Regions from separate parts of the Mus musculus genome. Here region 2 is linked to region 1. A link is a contact called in public Hi-C data. All regions are on one chromosome and are shown on one strand. The core of a region is the stretch at or near the end of the contact, and the rest is flanking DNA. Distances in the headings are between cores, read along the strand shown.

Region 1 (4,061 bases), core at 217-2,716:
CTGTGAAGAGCCGGTCACTGGCTGTGATCCTGAGGATGCTCCGCAAGGCCACGAGGGTACAGGAGAGCTCCGAGCTCTCCTTGATCAGACGCTGCACCTTAGCCAGGACCTCGTGGGGCACATAGAGCAGCTTGAACACCAGAGTCTCCAACAGCTGGAAAAAGTGCTCCTGCACTGGGGTTGGCTTCAGGGGAATGATCTCTGCAAACTGTGAGATGGGTTGCAGGGTCCACTCCAGCAGGAAGAAATTGCGAGGATTCCAGGCCCACATGGTCTTGATGGCCAAAAGCACTTGAATGCAAAGGACAGAGTCACTGGCTCTGTGGAAAAGATTCTGCAGGACCTGGAAGGCCTGGAGATTCTTAACAGTCACTCCTGGGGAGGAAAAGCAAGAGTTCTGCAAGTTAGCTCCCTGCCGGCCTGTCTAGAAATGCATCCTTGAGCTCTCACAAGGACTCAGCATGTAATGATTCTCTTTTTTAGTTCCTGTAAGTGCACATCTTAGACATCTAGAAATCTTCAGCAACTATGATGGGGGGGTGGGGGGTTGGAAAGGGCTGCATCTGCATTCCAAAGATTGGCAACTGACTAAGCGTTCCAGTCATGACTACTCTGAACCAAAGCGTGCTCGTGAGGGCAGGAGCCACACAGGATTTCCAAGGGGCAGCACGGGGAAAGAAGGAAGCAAGAGTCTCACTAACTGCTCTGTTTGTGGCTACACCTTAAGCATTCCTTGAGGATTTGGGGTCTATTGAGGTAGATAAACATATGTTATCAGAAATAATCCAACCAGTTTCTTCTTGCTAAAATCGAGATAGATGATTGGTCCACCTTATATTTCCACAGAACAAAGCTGGACCAGGAGATTTGGGGTTTATCAACTAGAATCAAGTGATGCTGTAGATGGCTGTTCTAAGTCAGATTTCCATCTAGACAGCGGAAAGGATGCACCTTCATTGCCCACTCCGGCTTTCTCTTCTACCCTTATTGTCTCTCACCCCAGAATACCTGGTTCAAAGCTCCTGCCTGTATGTATTTCTGCCTTGGATTTGCTAAAACTTTGAGGCTCTCTGCTGCCAGCCATCTCTGATCCTCTTTGTCTAGATTCTGCCTAACACTCTTCTCTAGCTGGTGCTTGCAGCGTTACAGCTCCTGCCTCTTCCCACAGCTCCTAACTTCCTACCCTAGCTAGCATCTCGAGATCCACCCAGCTGTCTCAGACCACTGTTTCTTCCCCACTTGGTACTTTGTGCCTTTAAACTCTTCCCTCTCCTTTCAACCTAGACGACTCACACTTAGCCTTTAAAAATTCCCTCAGCAGGATGTCTGTGCAGGGTTTCCTGACAGACCCACTCGAGGCAAGGCATGTGCCAGTCAAGCAGCCTGTGGTTTGATATATGTGTGACAGTCTCTGAGGAAGGATTTTAGAGCTGACACTAGTAGTTCACATTAGCACCCAGTAGGGGGCAGAGCACCTGCTGCTCAGAAAGCATCAGTGTGCCCACTGGTATTCTCAGTTCATGTTCAGCATCCTAGGAAGAAAATCCACTGACTCTGAGCCTAGGTGGCTGAGTCAGGCTCATCTGTTTCTATTACACAAGCAGATGGTACAGGCTAAGTCACCCCTAGACAGGGGTGGAATTCCAGAGGCTGCCTCCCTTACTTGATAAGGGTTTAGCCTCTGTTAAGCAATATTTCCTCCACTTGCCACACAAAATGAGCTTTTTTGTGTGCAAAGCTGAAATTGCACAGGTGGAAAGTAGATTAAGGGAAGATCTAATATCCACGGGTCTAGGTCATGTCTCCAAAGGTCAGAAGCATCAGACCTTGTGACAAATGCAAATGGACTCAGAGACCAGCATAGCCTGGTCAGGACATCATACTGGCTCTCCAGTTACCTGGAGACACAGTGAGGACCCACCAGAAGCCTCCTGATGGAACTTGAAGCCTTCAAGCTGAGGATAAGTGACGCTGTCAAACACCTTCAGCTCTGACCTCCCACAGGTTGTCAGCCACATCACCAGCTCGATGAGCTCCTCCAGATGGGGCTCCACCACACCCTGGGTCAGCCCGTTATACCTGCAGGACAAACAGGGTCAGCTCCTGGATGGAACAGCTATGTGTGTGTACAGTGCTCCTCCCAGAGGCCAGAAGAGGATGCTAGAGCTCCCCAAACTGAAGTTACTGGTGGTTGTAAGCCACCATGTAGGTGTTTGGGACTGAAACTAGTCCTCCACAAAAGCAAAGGCTCTTAACCACTGAGTCATCTCTCTGACCCCCAAAAGTTCCCTCTCATCATGTGTGTACTCTGTAACTTCCATTGCCATTCGTCATCTGTGGCCTCCAAACAGCAACTGGAACTTGGGTGTAGGTTGTTTGATAAAGTGCTTGTCTCGTATTCAGAGGGACCTGGTTTGGATCCCTAATACTGCATAGGACCAGTCGTGGTGACGTTTACCCATAATCTTAGAATTCGAAAGGTGTGTACAGGAGTATCGAGATCATTCTTGATAATATAGAGAGCTTGAGACCATCCTGAGTTATGTGAGTTACATGAGACCTTATCAAAATAAAATATAAAATAAAATAAATGACATTTCTAAACACACACACTGAGAAAGAGAGAGAGATCAGCAAAGAATTCCAGAAATTAAAAAAAAAATCATGCTTTAAACTAATTTGTTATAATATGGCTACATATATAAATATTGAATTTTGCTATTAACTATTGTTATTAGCCTCTTACTGTACCCAATTTACAAGTTCAACATTGACTATCAGTATGTGTGTATCAGATTCTGTAAGATTTGTATTGCAGATGCCCACTGGAGCTCTTCAGAGCAGACCACTCTCTGTCAGTAAGCAGAGACTGCTGCACAGAGGAACCTGTGAAAGACCACAGCTCTGTTTAGAGGAAGGCTGCTTTCCGTGGCTGGACTCCCAAAAGGCACGAATTTAAGGGGCTCACAGAGCAAAGGGCACCCCCAGAATGGAAGATTCGATATTTCCTAGAAGGAAAAAGAAAACTCAGACCGCATGGGGAAGATGTGCATTTCTGTAGTCTTCCTCACACCTAGCCTGTGGTGGACATGTGCATTTCTGTCATCTTTCTCATGCCTCGCCTATGGCTGATACCTCCAGAGTTTATCTGATACTTTGCTCTGCTTACAGGGCAGAGGGGCCCCGGAGTCTCTGTCCAGATCTTGCCTTCTCAGATCAGGAGTGAATGAAGCATGGCTCCTGGGAAGGCAGACAAGAAGGGATTGAGCCGAGCAGCCGCTTCCTCACACTGGTTTCCCCTTCTGTCTTCTATAAGAAACCTAATGCCCATCCATCGACCAGAAGAAACTTGTAGAAAATGCTACCCAGGGCACCACAGTGGTCACAGTCATCTGGCCACTAGCCAGGCTGCTTACTGTGCAGTGATAGTATATACCCAAAGAAACACTTATTCTTAGCACCCTTTTGAAGGATGCCTCCTTTGAAAGAGACTCTGCATCGACAGCCTTCAGCTTCTCTCATCCAAACCATCTCCAGTGTATCTGAGGCATTCGGTCATGCCTCATGCATCTGTGAAAGACATCGCTAAGGTCCACTCCATTGAGGAGAAGCCAAGCAAAGTCCAAAGGAATGTGCCTAGCCTTGCCCTGAAGCAGCTTCCCCAACTTCAGTGAAAGAGTTTGGGCCACAAAAGGATTTCTTTTATTTCCATCTAGTGCCCATGCTAATACCTAGGCACCCATCCCCTGAATACAATAAGCCTGAATAAAAATTTGGTCCAGCCCCAGATACACAGTGTCTTTTCCACAATTCATGGGTCTGAGAGAGACCTTCAGATGAGAGTTGATCTCAGAAACTACAAGCAGAGGGCAGACATGTGAAGTAGGAAATGCCAAAGGAAGGAAACTTGCTGAAATGCATTCCCAAACTGGCGTTTCCCTAGACGACGGTACTTAGCCCTTCTGTGATGGTGTACTTAGTCCTTATGGTGGCTTTGCGATGGTGTGGAGCAGAAGCAGTCAAAGGACAGCTTTATTGGGTGGTTACCTATCAGTTCTGAC
Region 2 (3,972 bases), core at 1,011-3,510, 160 kb after region 1:
ACAGAGCAGTCACTGTTTCCACTGTTCCATGACAAAGTGAGGCTCCAGTCCGGGTGAGACCCCCCTCCAGGGTACCACTCTTAGCAGGGGCCAGTGGAAACCCTGGTCAGTGATGGAAACTACAACCTCGGGATAGCAAGGACTGTGGACAAAGTCCTCATCAGTGACAGGGTGCCAAACTTGGAGGTTGGTATGGGGGAGGTGTGTCCCATGCCAGCTCAAAATGAAGATGTATATAAAGCCCTGGAGAAATGTAGGATGTGGGGAGGAAGGTGGCAGAGGATTACGAGATAGGGATTGATTGACCCAGGTTACCTTAGGGATCCAAGTCCATGTTCATGGTGCTCTATCTAGGAAGCTTTAGCCCAGACACTCATGGACCAGGCTGCTCTTTAGACCCTTCCTCTGGGTCAGTATGTCAGCTCCATCAACATCACCAGGGAACTTGTTGGAAATGCTGGTCCAGGAGCCCCACCTAGACCCCTGGGACAGAATCTGCTGACAGTAGGTTGTCGATGCTTCATGTGGCTCAGGAGATTGGAAAACAGTGCTCAGAACAAGACAGCCTCAAGTCCATCCGAGCTCTGCTAGGCAGGAACTCAGTCAGTACACTCAGAGCCTGGGGCAGGGCCTTCAAAAGATATTGGCCTCAATGACCCCAGTGAAGGAGCAATTGCTAGGGAACAGAAAGGGTACAGGAGGTGACAACGGTGACCAGACATGGAGCATAGCTCTAAAGCTGCACGTTGAGCTGCAAGTCAAGGCTCATTGCCTGTGTCTGATTTTGGCCTGTAGACATATTTTATTTGGCTCATGAGATGTCTGTTTTGAAACAAAGGATTTCACCTATAGAAAAAAAATACTAGTAACTCAAACACTTTTAGTGGGAGCAGCATTGTTCTGGAGTGTTCCAGAAAGATAGCAGATTGAGACTTTCATCAACTTGGCATCCACCGTTCCTGCTGACTTTAGACAAATGGACATGGGGGCCACCGTGGCAGATGGAGGGGGTTGCTGTCCCAGGCAGATAGTGTCTCCCCCCACCCAGAATTCATGCCTGCTGGCACCTTGGTCTGACCTTATTTGGAAGTAGGGTGCTTACATATACAATTAGCTGAACTGAATTCAAGCTGGACAGACCCTAAATCCAGTGCCTGGAATCCTTGTGGGGAGGCAGGGGACACAGTGACAGAAAACCTTTTGGGAGTGGAGACAGAGACTGCAGCCTACTCCAAAAAATGCTAAGGAAGGAAGGAAGCCACAAGAGGCTGTAGGAGGCAAGGAAGGATGCTTCTCTAGAGACTCAGAGGCCGCAGGTCCTACCGACATCTTGCAGCTCTCTGCTCTTCAGATCTCTCACAGAGTCAGGAGTTTTAAGCCACACAGTGTGTGGGTACACATTATGGCAGCCCTCTGTACCACAGTGGACTTGAGAATGGCCCCTGCCCTCGACACTGCACTTTGCCGCAGACACCAGTTGTCTGACCTTGGAGCCCTCAGCACACGTTCAGGAACTGAAACTAAGAAGACAGAGCCCCTCTTCCTACTGTTCTCCCATAGTGGGATCTCAGTCTTCCCGGGCTCCTCTCTGCCCAGTGCTTCCTGCCATGCTACAACCATCACTCTACCTGCAGCATCACCCGGAGCCTCTGAGACCCGCCCTGAGATCCCAAGGCTTAGGGGAAGGGGTAGAGATGTAGGCATCTAAGAGGCTCATGGGAGGACCTGCTGCTTCTTAGCTGTGTACACCACTCAATGCCCTGAGCCTCCTTGTTAAGAGCTGCGGATGGAACACTGCCTAGCACAAAGCAGGTGCTTGGTGCATGGGAGAGCCTTCCTTAGTCTGCTTTGGAGGTGAAAGGAAAAGTAGGGGCTCAGGACCCCCAAGACCAAGTTCTCAGCACAAAGGAGATGCATGTGCCCCAGAGAGACAGAGAGCAGGGAGTAAGAGACATGGGCAGGAAACAAAGGAAGAGGGAGAAGAGGAAGGGGACAAGGGAGAAGGGAGAAGAGGTATTTTTGTCCCATCGTGGATAGGTACTGGATAGACAGGAGACAGACTTGACACATAGGAAAATGGCAGTTTATAAAGGTAAAAGGGAAACCCTGTGTTAGGATGAGGCATGCTAATTAGTTGAACCAAAGGAGGCTTCTGATTGCTGGACTTCAATACTTTGCTAGCTGGACTTTGGTAGTCAGCCTCAGGAGGAGGAAGTGTCCAAATAAGGGAATAGACCTTGGTAGCTAGCTTTAGGAATGTAATCTAACGGTTTTTAGCAAGGCAGAGGGAATCAGGGAAAAGAGCAAGGCCTGCCAGAAGCATGCTCGCCACGCTTGAGCTGGCTAGAGTCCCTTCCGGAGGTTGCTATAACTTAGTGTTGTACAGTGGGTAACAGTATTTACTTAGCTCTTGGTTCTGGAGTCTGGGAAGACTTTAGTTAGGGTTCTCTGGAGTAAAAGAATTTATAGAATGAATCTCTCTCTCTCTCTCTCTCTCTCTCTCTCTCTCTCTCTGTGTGTGTGTGTGTGTGTGTGTGTGTGTGTGTGTGTGTGTGTGTGTGTGTGTGTGTGACTTATGGGCTGTGGTACAGCTATGGCAACAGTGGCTGTCTGTGAAAGGAAAGTCCAAGAATCCAGTAGTCTCTCAGTTCACCAGACTGGATGTCTCAGTTCATCTTCAGTTTATGCTGGAATTCCAAAGAAGTAGGCTCTGATGCGAGTGAAGGGGTGGACTTGCTAGCAAGGCAAGAGCAAGCAGGCAAAGAATAAAAGCTTCCTTTTCCATGTCCTAACATAGGCTCCTAGCAGAAGGTGTGGTCCAGGTGAGAGGTGTATGTTTTCAGTTCAAAATATCCGGATTAAAGATGCGCCTTCCTATCTCAAAGATCCAGATTAGAAGCGGATCATCCTACTTCAAGTTATGCAAAGTCTCCCACAGGGAGGCCTACCACGTGAGGGTTTTAGTTAATTCCAGATGACGTCAGGTTGATGGCCCAGAACACTAGTTGACATTGACACATGACAGTGCATAACCGCCGTGCTCAGCCTCTGCTGAGGACCTCCCACAGCATCTTACGCAGCAGCCTACGTGGTAAAGGCATCTCGTGGTGAGACAGAGGGACTATGCTGGCTCTAGCCTATGTTGCTCTTCCATTTTATGTTTGTGTACATGTGTGTACTTGTGTGGCACGCATGGGTGGAGGTTGACATTGGATGTCTTCATTATTTGTTCTCTACCTTATTTATTTATTTATTTATTTATTTTTGATTCAGGCTCTTTCACTGTACCTGAAGCTCATAGATTCTGATAGATTTGCTGACCTGCAAGCCCCAAACCTTCTTGCCTCAATCTCCCCTTAGTGCTGGAATTAGAACTGTGCCTAGCTGATATGTGGGTTCTGGGGATCGAACTCAGGTCCTAGCCTTGCACAACAAGTACTTGATTGATTGAGCCTCTTCCTGGCCCTTCTTCCTGTTCTTATGAAGGCACTAATCCCACCCTGAGGTGCCACCCTCACAACCCCATCTAATTCTAATAGTCTCCCAAAGCTCCAGATGCATACAACATTCACATCTGGGGAATACATTTCCAGCAAACGAGCCTCAGACAACACATTCAAATGACAGGACCCCCACGGCCCCTGTGGAGGAAGGATGGAACATGCCAGCATGCTGAAAAATCAGGCCTTTCAATGAAGGCCAACCTGGAGCTTGTGGGGTCAGGGAACACAGACCTTCAGCTAGCCAGCAGACAGGTGGGGTCTTGCTGCTCTAGTCATCTATGAATACTCAGGGCTCCAGCGGGGCCTCTGGTCTGAGAGTTCCCATGTCTGGTGCAGACTGGTTCTCCACAGTGATTGTAGCAGGAAGAATGTGGGACAGGCTAAGAGCAGTCCCCTCGAATGTGTCCAAGAAGCAGCCTTCCGTGAGGGTGTGCACTGCAGGAATGTGGAGGGCAGAGGGTTGCTTTCT

Evidence for each region. Hi-C and Micro-C count contacts between places; a contact is called where the count stands out from the background.
Region 2: a contact with region 1 is called in a Hi-C map of bone marrow-derived macrophages, with 38 read pairs. The contact joins two enhancer-like sites. A contact is called at or near these places in 1 of 15 datasets of contacts at CTCF or cohesin (large pre-B cells), 22 of 484 Hi-C or Micro-C datasets (B cells, the CH12 cell line, ECoMG-derived neutrophils and 12 more), 3 of 115 datasets of contacts at active chromatin or transcription factors (bone marrow-derived dendritic cells, bone marrow-derived macrophages and microglia) and 2 of 9 other capture datasets (liver and pancreatic islet).

What each region holds. Positions count from the first base shown.
Region 1 is chr14:33,145,020-33,149,080 of GRCm38.p6, forward strand. It overlaps Wdfy4 (WD repeat and FYVE domain containing 4), which reads right to left. Exons shown (of 59, transcript NM_001146022.2): 8 at 1,922-2,079; 9 at 1-375. Among named protein-coding and RNA genes, the nearest start is that of Wdfy4, 38 kb to the right of the region's middle. Within about 2 kb of position 1,467, at least 2 of the 459 cell types and tissues checked have an H3K27ac peak or open chromatin away from gene starts, as enhancers often do. A contact at or near this core is called in bone marrow-derived macrophages, where this site is marked.
Region 2 is chr14:33,308,626-33,312,597 of GRCm38.p6, forward strand. The region is part of intron 4 of Arhgap22 (Rho GTPase activating protein 22); the gene reads left to right. Among named protein-coding and RNA genes, the nearest start is that of Gm41130, 79 kb to the left of the region's middle. Within about 2 kb of position 2,261, at least 24 of the 459 cell types and tissues checked have an H3K27ac peak or open chromatin away from gene starts, as enhancers often do. A contact at or near this core is called in bone marrow-derived macrophages, where this site is marked.